Regions from separate parts of the Rattus norvegicus genome. Here region 2 is linked to region 1. Evidence: chromatin contacts called from public HiChIP or PLAC-seq data. All regions are on one chromosome and are shown on one strand. Each heading gives the region's core, a stretch centred on a gene start, on an enhancer-like site or on the middle of the called end of the contact. The rest is flanking DNA. Distances are from core to core; before and after follow the strand shown. Region 1 has its middle 11 kb from the start of H1f10. Region 2 holds the start of Rpn1 (ribophorin I).

Region 1 (5,885 bases), core at 17-2,516:
ATATGACTTTTAACACACAAAACACACACACACACACACACACACACGCATGCACGCATGCATACACACACACAAAAAGAAACAAAAGCCAAAGACGATAAAACCACACACAAAGGACTACTCAGTGTGCCATGTGTCCTGAGATCCACACCAGGCTTGACACAGCAGGTCTCGGCCCCTCCGGTTCTAACCCCCATGAAGTGCTTGGTTCACCTGTACTTTCTCCCTGGTCCAAGTCTGAGCAACCCTGAGAGGGATTTGCCCAGTGCTCTGTGTTCTGTTCTTTTTTTTTTTTTTTTTTTTTTTTTGGTTTGTTGTCTTGTTTTTTTATTTCCCGGAACAAAAGGAAATTAAATAAGTAAAAGGACAAAGAGAAGTCATCAGTGTGTTGAATGTGGCTGTTTATATGTCCCTGACACTGCAGGGACCAGGGCTCTGGGTTTGAGATAATGAGCTATAAGGTGCTTGCTGCTCAGGCCTGGAAAACACAGGAATAGGACCTTCATCCTGTGGTCACTGGAGCAGCCAGACCTGCCAGGCGGTCTCAGGTGGCTGGCACCCCAGAGGTCTGCTCGAAGGTTGGTCAGCCTCAGCACAAAGATGCCGTGACCCTTTGGATCTTATGCTGGGGGGTCTCTCAGTCTCTCTCTGTGTCTCTCTCTCTGTCTCTGTCTCTCTCAGTCTCTCTCTCTGTGTCTGTGTCTCTGTCTCTGTGTCTCTGTCTGTCTCTGTCTCTGTCTCTCTCTCTCTCTCTCTCTCTGTGTGTGTGTGTGTGTGTGTGTGTGTGTGTGTGTTTCACACCCTGACCTAGTCTGGGATAGAGGATGAGGTCCTGTGGAATGTTCTTTCAGCTTCCTAAGTAATAAAGTGGAGGCGCCTTAACCTAATGTGTTGGAAGGGCGAAAGCAATGACCTCAGATTACCTGGAATACGGTCCTTGGGGAAACCCCTTGGGCCCTCCCTCTCTGGCTTCTGCTGGGAAACCCGTCACCAGATCTATAGAAGGGTGTGGCTGCAGCAAACACTAGTGCGGGGCAGCCCTGGGCACCAAACACATCAAGACCCCACGCCCTTCCTAGTTCTACTGGCTGTTTCGCAGGAGAAGGGTCTGTGAGAAAGCATTGTGACTGCAGCGCAGAGGCGGCGCTGCCCCCTCCCTGCCCCGCCTCTGCCTCTGTGACTGGTGGGCGGGGAAAGTGTGGATCTCCATGGAGATAGGATGGGGAGGCGGGGGATGGGCGCTCCCAACGCTTACCCAACGGCCAACTGCTGAGCTGAAAGGCAGTGGATCAGAAGATGCTGTCACCTCCAGTAGCAGGGCCAGCGGGGCCCTGAGAACCAGGGAGGCAGCTCTATCTTCCTAGGAGCTGGACCATCCTCCGTGGCCCAAGACCGCGTCAGCAACAAAGTCTTTCTTCATTCCTGTTAATGTAGCTGGACAACAGCCTTGTGGGTCGCCTGAGGCACTCTGGATCGGGCTGGCTACCCTGTACCCAGCACCAGGCCTGAGACCCTTCCTCCATCACTTAAGCAAATGAACATTTGCGAGCATGAGTGCCAGTTACACGGGACTTGGCTACAAAGACTGACTGATAGGACCAGAAGAGACTAGCTAGCACAGAACTTGAAGTGCCCAGGAGGAAAGACAGGAATGGCACTGGGTAACCCTGCTTCAGATGGGGTGTTTGGAGAGGGTCTTTCTGTGGAGGGGAACTGGGCACGAAGTGTTTGGGGACATTAGTGTAAAGCCGAAATCACAGAAGGGCCCCCAGGTAGAAAAGGGTGTTCAAGCCAGGCTGGACCTGACATGGCCCCAGGCTACTGGAGACACTGGATTCAGATGGGGCAGGATTAATGGAAGCTTCAAAATAAAATAACAAACCCCAGGTATTTAGTAATAGAAGACCAACCTGGATGGGCAAGGACAGAAACTCCTTAGATTAATGCTTCTGTGGACCTAGATTCCCAGGAATCTAATTATCCTTCCTTTTTGGGGTGCTTTTTTGGAATAGGGTCTCTGCATAGTCCTGGCTATCCTGGAACTCACTATATAGACCAGGATCTCTCTAACTCAGAGATCCTCCTGCCTCTGCCTCCTCAATGCTGAGACTAAAGGCATGTGTCCCAATTCTTGAAGTTTTATCGGGCAGGCTTACAAGTGTCCAAAGCCCTGGCCCATGGTGTCGATCCTTGCCTGGGCCCCCCAGTAATGAAAGGAACCACCACCCAGAACCCGAAGTCCCTGCCTTTCTGTGCCCTGATGCCCTTCTACCTTAGCTATGGGATAGGAACATTAAAAAGCGACAAAACCAAAATCACCTCTTTATTTAAGGCTAGGAGTGAGGAAGCAGGACTGACGGGTGTGTGTAACAGTGACAAGCATGTCCTGTACTGCCTAAAAGTCTGGGGAATCGCTACTCTCTGTGCGATTTCCCCCAGGGAAGAACTTTGACCCTGCTTCCAGATGAATAGCTAACGCTACTCTGAAACCACAGCCACGTGCACAGACAGACAGGGAACCTGCAGGCTCTTGGCTGGGCTGGGCCGTGCCCTGGTCTGGTCGGTCTCAGCTGGACTAAGGGACTAGGTTGCTCCACAGCCAACATGGTTCTGGCCAGTGTGGTTAGTTGGTGGCTGCTCTTCATGAAGGCCTTTCTTTTCCTGACTTTAAAACAGAATTCACTTAAATCTAATTTGAAAACTAAGTCTGCTAATTATGGTGCTGATAAAGAATGGTAAACTTTTTCTCTTTTTGGTGGCAGGATGGAACTTAGGCCTTCAGGACTACTAGGCAAGTGACCAGTGCTGAGTCCTCTCAGCCTCCTTTGAGGAAAGAGTATAAAATTCAGTTGTAGAGTAAAAAGTATAGCTAGGTTACAGAACTGAAAATTTCTTTGTCTAGGGCAGGGCCTAAAACTTCTTGGGGAGCGGGGGGGGCGCGGGGGGACACAGAGGAATTCAAACTTTTGAAAAATGAACATTTCTCACCAAATGTCGCTTATTCCTTCTGTAGCACGCACTGAGAAAAGGACAGAAACGGCCTTTTTGCTTCTCATGGGGGAAATGTCTCAAATACTTGCTGGGTTTTATTGGGGCAATGTCTACATAGGAGTTGACCTTAGAGAGAGAAGACCCAGAGTCTAGAATTATCAGAAAAATTAATTTGTTTCTTCTGTTATGTCAATAATGAGCATGGGGGTTTCAGCCTTATTAACGTTCACAGTGCAGGCAGCACAAAGAAGTTGGGGGCCAGGAAGCTGCTTAAGCAACAAATCGCAGTTACTCCCTTCCCCGGGGAGGCGTCTGAGGCTGGAGTCCATTTCTGGGGCTGCTGCCAGTGACACATATGCAGAGCTTCTTGGTACACCTGATGGTTGTCTTTGAGCAGAGTCCCAGGAGGCTGAGTGAACTCATTCTGCATTCCCTGCCCAACCTTGTGGCTTCTCATCCCTAATGATGTGACTGGCCAGGTGCCTCTGTGACCCCTGCTAGCTGGACAGTCACAAGGACGAGAGCAGGAGCTGGGAAGTGTGCTTGGACTATATTCCGGACACGCCTCCGGGGCCCACCTCAGCTTCTTCATGTAAGATAGAGGCTGGGACAAGGCACGGGTGTGTTAAGGGCCCTGCCGACCTTGTAAAGAACAAGGCCTCTTCCAAGGGCACGCCCAGCAGGTGTTAGATGATAGGCTGGGTTTTTTTGGGGTGGGGAGGGTGGGGAGGTATTAACTTTAATATATGTAAGTCCTAAGGTAGATTATCGTTTCTAGATTTCTATCACTCAGTGTTGTCAAAACCAAGTCTCTGACAAGGAGATTGATATTGTGATCAGTAAAAGGTAATTTAGTCTGAAAAGGGATCTGCTAAGGGATGGCCAAGGAGGGGTGTGGGGCCAGGAGACAGTAGAAGAGGTCAGCAGGGGCCAGGATCCAGGAACCTGTGTCTGTGTCTGTAATTGCAGTGATGGAGGGGCTCCGGCAGTTGCTGATTGGCTCCTGAGTTGGGAAGCTCAGGATCCCCAAAATCTGACAAAGAACCTCCTGTATTAAAAGGAAGTTCTATGCCCCTTACAGAGACACAGTGGCTTTGTACTAGGGTTTGAGGTGAGGTTCACACCTGCCCTGACTGGTGGCCTAGACCCCATGAAGCTCTTGGAGCTGGGTCCCCAGTGGAGAGGATGACATGGAAAGATTCAGACACCCAAAACCTATTCTTGGTTTTGAATCCCATCTCATTTATTCAACAAATATTTATTGAGGGCCTACTATGTGCCGGGCTATGTAGCAGTGAACTACAGGGTCTTTCTCTAATGACAGGATCCCAGAAAGTGGTGGGCATGTGAGAAGGCAGCTTAAATGGATCCAACAGTAAAGATTTGCTATCAGACACTAGCCAGTCTCTCCCAGATACCTGATGCTGCTCTCATCCCCTGCCAGGACCTGCCAGGAGGTTTTTGCCTCCTTCCCCTTACTCAAGTGAGATCGGTGACCCAGCAAGATGGGAGCCTAGCGGACAGGTCTTGTGTTGTTCTGTTACCTAGGCCCCATCCACAGTGGCCTCTCATCTCGTCCCAACTCTATAGGGACCAGTCCTTCAGGGACAGAAACAAGATGTGATTGGAGGGGAACAGAGTTCATTGCAAGAGTTGAAGCAGAACCCACAGGCCCCCATGGAGGCTAATAGGTGCCAGGTAAAGAGAGACCCTTGTCCCCAAAGCAACTGGATGCCCCAAACGCGGGAGGCTCTGGCTCTAGCACAGAGTGTGGACCATCTAGGGTGAGGCCCAGGAGTGGGTATTTATTAAACATGTCCTAGACCAATCCTTTTTGAACCAGAAACCAATTCCAAACTAAGGCTCATGGGGCAGGTAGCAGGGCCCAGGGGAGATAATAGGCACGCAAGGCGGGAACAGGCAAGAAACCAGGGCTTCTGGTGGGAATATAATATAAACAGAAAATGAATTTACATGGGTCATGGGGTGGTCAGCAGCAGTGGCCAATAGGCTGGTCTTTCCCAAAAGCCCGAGGAGGCTGGCAAACTATGATGCTGTACCAGAAAAGTAGGAAGGAACATATATAGAAGTCAGTTAGCAAAGAAAACTGGAAACCCATACCTGGGCATGCTAAGGACAAGCCCACAATATACAGTGCAAGAAGGCAGTTGCTATGTTAACGTATAAAAAGTTCAAAATCTGTGGTGCCAGCAGCTTTCTCCCGGCTTACTGGCCTATTTCCACCCCCAGGAGTGCCCTTTTCTTTCTTAATAAACTGCCCCTGTTTCTATCACTATGTGTGTGTCTCTTGTTAGGTCTCAAATACGGACGAGTGGCCAAGGTACCTATTAACAGATCAAAGCCGATGCTGGCCAGCTCCCCCAGAGACTCAGAACCTGGAGTTTCTCTCCGCACTCCTTGCCCCGCCCCTGCCCTAAGCTCCTCCCTCCCCTTCCCCCCAGCTCTGGTGCCTTATAACTCAGCCATTTTGGCCACATCTATCTCCTGGTCTCCTGGTCTTGGCCACCTCTCTTGCTGTCCCTTCCCTTCGCTGTTCGCATGGTCCCGTATCATCTGCCGGTCATGCCCCAGCCCTGCCTCCTTCCTCTGCCTGCTTCTTCCCTTGTATCTACAATAACTGTCTTCTTACTTAGTCATGTCCTCCTCCTTTTATTTCATTTTTTCATTCATCTGGTGCTGAAGCCCAGGAGTGGCGTAACCAAGCTCCCTCCTCAGGGACTCGGCCTCCACAAACCAAACCGCTGATCCTACTCTCTGAAGTTGGGTACGCAATCGATCCCGCTGGCCTTCACCGCCCACCAAACTTGATTCCAGAATCCGATCCATCTGCTGTTACGTCTGCGTGTTCTAACTCTTCAGTCTCTCCCTCTCTA
Region 2 (5,476 bases), core at 1,160-3,659, 89 kb before region 1:
CCTTCAACTCCCTTTAGGATGACCTTAAACTACTGATCCTCCTGCCAACTGTTGGAGCTATGTAGGCAATTGTCACTCTATGCCTACTCCAAGAGCAATTTTTAAAATATTATCTTTAGTATTTCAGAATCTTAGAATTTAGTTATATAATCATTCTCAATAATACTGGACTGGAAATGTTTTAAAATGCCATTATTTTGACTAGATCCTTACAAGGGCAGCATTCTAGTATACTCTTGCTCATTCAGAACTCTTCGTTAATGCATCTTATTTATACTAATAAAAAATATTCATTACTTAAAAGGTGAGAAAGCTAGGTATGGTGGTACACAACTGTAGTTCCAGTTCAGTTAGAACAGAGAACCAAGATGACCAGCAGTTCAAGGTCATTTTTAGCTTTCAGCATTCTGAAGGCTGAGACAGGAGGATTCCAGGTTCCAAAACAGTCTGAGGGCTGCACAGCAGTACCCTGTCTTGAAACAGTGAAAGAGAAAAAGATGGTTCAAACTACAAATTCTACTGCCCTACTAGTTCTATAAAAGGTTCCTGTATCCATCCACCTCACTCAAGTTTCCAAGGCAATGTGTGCTCTTTCTTAAGTTTAGCATTCAGTTGCGTCTCACCTAGGTAAGGAGTATAAACTGGTCTTCCTCCAGAATTAACACAACTGTGAATAAGTTGGTAACATGACTATGAAGCTGAATCACAAGTCCTAATTTCATGTCAAGGACAGAAAGCAAGGCAGCAATAATGCAGGAACAAGGGTGTGGAACAAATCAGACCTCCATTTGGGGTTAATAAGCTCCAAAACCAGAAACTTCCTCAGCCATGTAAGAATACCTGTACCTCAAAAGGTTGCTGTAAGGGTGGAGAATGGGCCTAAAATACCTGCCACAGCCTTCTCTTTTCCTAATCTTTTCTTTTTAATGCTCATGGGTGTTTGTTTCCATGTCTGTGCACCCTGAAACGGGAGTTACAGATGGCTGTGGAATTGAACTTGGATGCTCTGAGCCATGTGAAGAGACCCAATCTGTATGTATTTTACACCAGGACAGCAGGGTGACAAGCATCTGCTGTGATCTGATTATACTGTGACCTCATTAAGTCATGACTGGTTTTCACAAAACAGAACTGAACATCCAAAACACTCACGGGTAGAACTGCAAATTAAATGTCTTTCCAGAAGTATTTGAGGAAAGCCATGCTTCAGCATGAACAAGGTTTCAATGTAAAGGGGACAGGAGACAGGTCGGTGACTATTTGAAGTCCAGCTTTATAGCTCCGCAGTTAAAAGAACCTGTACTTTGAAATGTGATACTGTAATGACCAGTCTCCTAATAAATTGGGTAATCACTTAATGAATATAGTTAATGAGAACAGTAATAAAAAGTAACCTGTGTGGATATTCCCTCTATTCCCAAAGCCAACGATTTCTTTCCCTAAAAGGTGTAAATGCACACAAGGGTAAATGCTGAGGTGTTCCGATGAGAGGCGGTGGAAAGGAAGAGACCTGGGCTGCACCCCTATGCACAGCATAGGGGGCTGACTCTTCAAACTAACTCAAGAAGTCTGAACATTAAGAAAGCGTTAAGCAGCAGCTTTCAGAGGAGTGTCACATTAACCGGGTGTGAGAAATGACAAACTTTGATACCAGAAACCAGCTTGAACGCTGTTGCTATCTAGAGAGAACAGACTACTCCAGTCAACTGCATTCAAGAATTGATCTGTCTTAACTCTCTGATAGTCCTCAGACGATCATGTCCAGGGGACAGAAAAGAAGCTAGGTACCCGAAGTACCGCCATAGCCAAGACCCTCCTGAGGTGTGGAAGAAGGTCTTCAGGAGACCAAGGGGTCGCCTGGAGCTCCGGAGCTGCCACGTGGGCGGCGCCCGACGCTCGGAAGCTTCTGCTGACGTGTCCGATAGGACACGCGGACAGGAGGAACGGCGGACCTCTCCGCTGTCCCCTCCACACCTACCTTTCAGACAACCAGACGCCTAGTGGATCCCTAACGCCATAACTTCCCCGCCCCGTCCCGACCTCCCCAGGGATCTCCGGTCTCCTCAGGCATCCTGCGTGAGGTTCGCCGGCTCCTCCCTCCGCTCACCTGCACGCCTAGGTGTGCAAGTCGCGACTCCAGTTCGGGCTCCAGGGCCAGAACGAAAGAGCTGGCTCGTGCTGTAGAGCCGCCGCCCGGGTGCGCCAGGACCACCTCAGCCGTCACCTTGGCTAGGTGGCTGCTCAGGTCCACCGTGCGCTTCACGTCCTCGTTGACCAGCGGCGGAGCCTCCGAAGAGGCGCTGCCGGGCGTCGGGGCCAAGGCCCCGAGCCATAGCAGCAGCAGCAAGACGATCGGCGCCTCCATGACCGCGAGCTGAGCGCCACCGACACGCGCCCCGCCCCCCCCCCGCCACGGCGCAACCGTTGATTGGCCAACAGCACCACAAGATGGCTGGGCCGGGTCAGGAAGGACCCCGTCTCCAAGGCAACCGGGCGCCCATGGGGCGCCTGATTGAAAAATCTTAAAGCGCAGGCACACGTCTTTGAGCGCTTATTAGCTAGACTCACCAGTGATTTCTGTGGTAGTCGTCCTTCCTTATCTCCTGTTTCCTTCATGCTTATGCAAAAAAAAAAAAAAAAAAAAAATGGCCTCTCCGCTCAGAAACAGCTTAGTCTAAGGAAATAAGTTTGCCTTCTCTACATTGATATGAATACTAAGTGGGCAAAAGTTTAAAGAAAAACGGGAAATTTCCAAAGATTCAAGTCTCTCCCCTAATATTTAGTTCAATTTTTAATATGAGCGATGGCAGAAACCTTAAGCAACTAACCAAGGCTGATGATATTAACATCAAGTATCTGTTGGCACTTAGCACAATTGTAGAAGTCCAAGGTGAAGTTACTGGCAGGACTAAGCTGTCAGGTGAGGGCTGCTCTTTACTACCAAGATGGAACTTTGGCATTGCATTGTCTAAAGAAGGAATCGCATATCGTCATATGACAGAAAGGCAGGAAAGGGTCTCTCTGCGGCAAGACCTTTTACAAAGGCTTCTTGCAGATGGATTCCTCTAGTGCTGTCTCTCCCAAAGTCACACTGAAGAATTAATGACCTAAAACAAATGAACTTCAAGCTAGTGGAAAAACTCTAGTCGGTATACTGATAACACCTGATAAGAAAAATAATGTAGCAAAGAGAACATCTACTGGCATTATTGGGCCTTGAAACCATTTAAAAACAACAACAACAATGATGATAATAATGATAAAGAAAAATCTACTGATAAAACTTTGCTCCCCTAAAGTCCCGTTTCAACCCTATAAAATCTCGAAGCCCCCTGCACGATTGTGGTGTACAGTCTCCACTCACAAAAGGAGACTGCTGCTCCTTCATTCGCTCTGACTAAGGGCAATAAGGCCTTGGTAGAGATCTGTCACCTCTTTCATTTCCGTGTTGCCTCTTATCAATTCTGATCTAATGAACATGTCCCAATATTGTTGCTTGAAGGATGTAATTTAAAGGTAAATTTTGGGGGTTGGGGATTTAGCTCAGTGGTAGAGCGCTTGCCTAGCAAGCGCAAGGCCCTGGGTTCGGTCCCCAGCTCCGAAAAAAAAAAAAAGAAAAAAAAATTTTGGAAGGAGATGGAAATATTCAAACACTGACACTGGCTAATGAGAGAGCGGAGGGAAGGACATGCTCCTCCCTACAGAGAAGAAGTCAGGAAATTAGCACCTGCAGGCCAACAATCTGTCTCTCTCTATAAAGTTTTATTGGAACATAGCTACATTCATTTGCCTGTAGCTTATGATTGCATTCACACCATAGCAGGAACAGAATGTAGTGGTGAAACAGACCGTATAACCCACAAAACAAAACTACTTATTGTTTGCACACTAGTACATACATTATGTATGGAGAGATGGCTCAGTGGTTAGGAGAATGTGCTGCTCTGCCAAAGGACCTGCCTGTCACTCAAGGACCAGGATCTGATGCCCTCTTCTGACCTCCACAAGCATTGATACACAGATGTACTGTTCCTCTGCCTCAATTTTTGTCTGTCTTTGTCTCTCTGTGTCTCTGTTTCTCTCTCTCTCTCTCTCTCTCTCTCTCTCTCTCTCTCTCACACACACACACACACACACACACACACACACACATACACACCACGCACACATAAATACAAATTTAAACATAAATCTTTTCTTTTAATGATACCTGGTTGTAGTGGTACATGCCTGTAACCCTCCAGTACTTGGGAGGAAAGAATACAGCAAATCCAGGACCAGCATAGAATGTTTGCTTCAATGTAACAACAACAACAACAACAATAAGAAGTATGGCTGCTCTATTACCACATTCACCAGGGCAAAGCTCTGCTGAGGATAGCAGAGGCAATACAGCAGCCATTTAAAATAACATCCAAAACCAGAATTTGCTCAACTCTTCCAAACTTAAAAATTATAAAGTTAGGTGGTTGGAGAGAGGACTTAGCAGTTAAGAGCACTGGATGCTCTTATAGAGGACCAAGGTTCAATTCCTAGAACCTGCATGGCTTCTCACAACACCAAGTCCAGTTCCAGAGGATCTAATGTTCTCTTCTGGACTCCACTCACATTTCTGGAATGTGCTGCTCGGACATTTATGCAGACAACACACCCAGACACAATTAAAAAATATTTGAAAATAACAAAATCATTATTGAGAGTGTTAAGAGGGTAACTAGGTAGATAGCTCAGTCAGTAAAATTCTTGCCACTCAAGCATAAAAACCTGAATTTGATCCCCAGAACTCATAAAAAAAAAAAAAGCCAGGGACAGTGATATACCCTTGCAATACCACCAGTGGGGAGGCAGACACAGGTAGATTTGTTTGCTCTCCAGTCTAGCCTACTTGCAGAATGGAAGTCAAAAAAAATGGAACACGGGGCTGGAGGGATGGCTCAGCAGTTAAGAGCACTGATTGCTCTTCCAGAGGTCCTGAGTTCAATTCCCAGCAACCACATGGTGGCTCACAACCCTTTGTAATGAGGTCAGATGCCCTCTTCTGGTGTGTCTAAAGACAATGACAATGTACTTATATATAGTAAATAAATCTTTAAAAAAAAAAATGGAACGCATCAAACAGAAGAATTGCACCCAAAACAATCAAAAAATACAACAATAAGAAAACAATCCACTATGCAGTGGAAAAATAACCAGAAGACCCCGAATAGGTGTGCCTACAGAACATCCAAGACAGCACAGTGAGATAGCATCTGTCTCATACGAACAAGGCATGAGCTACATCCCAACGTTGGCGTCGATAAATAAGCAAGGCCAGCACAGCTTATATGATAAGTTTAAAAGTTCACGTGACTTACAGGTCTCACAGGTTTCAGTCCATGATTGGTTAGTCCTTTTGCTTTGACTTTGTGGCAATCCATTATGATACAGCAAACCTGATCACTTTTTATAGCCAGGGGAGAAGAGAGAAGAGGAGGGA

The links. HiChIP or PLAC-seq counts read pairs in DNA pulled down with a chosen protein or histone mark.
Region 2: a contact with region 1 is called in an H3K27ac HiChIP or PLAC-seq map of oligodendrocytes, with 3 times the contacts expected there. The contact joins the promoter of Rpn1 here to the enhancer-like site in region 1. A contact is called at or near these places in 8 of 12 Hi-C or Micro-C datasets (the A7r5 cell line, the Rat2 cell line, Schwann cells and 4 more) and 1 of 1 datasets of contacts at active chromatin or transcription factors (oligodendrocytes).

Annotation. Positions count from the first base shown.
Region 1 is chr4:122,007,017-122,012,901 of GRCr8, reverse strand. No RefSeq gene overlaps it. Among named protein-coding and RNA genes, the nearest start is that of H1f10, 11 kb to the right of the region's middle. Within about 2 kb of position 1,266, at least 64 of the 93 cell types and tissues checked have an H3K27ac peak or open chromatin away from gene starts, as enhancers often do. A contact at or near this core is called in Schwann cells and kidney, where this site is marked.
Region 2 is chr4:122,097,909-122,103,384 of GRCr8, reverse strand. It overlaps Rpn1 (ribophorin I), which reads right to left and starts at 2,409. Exons shown (of 10, transcript NM_013067.2): 1 at 2,108-2,409. The coding sequence starts at 2,365.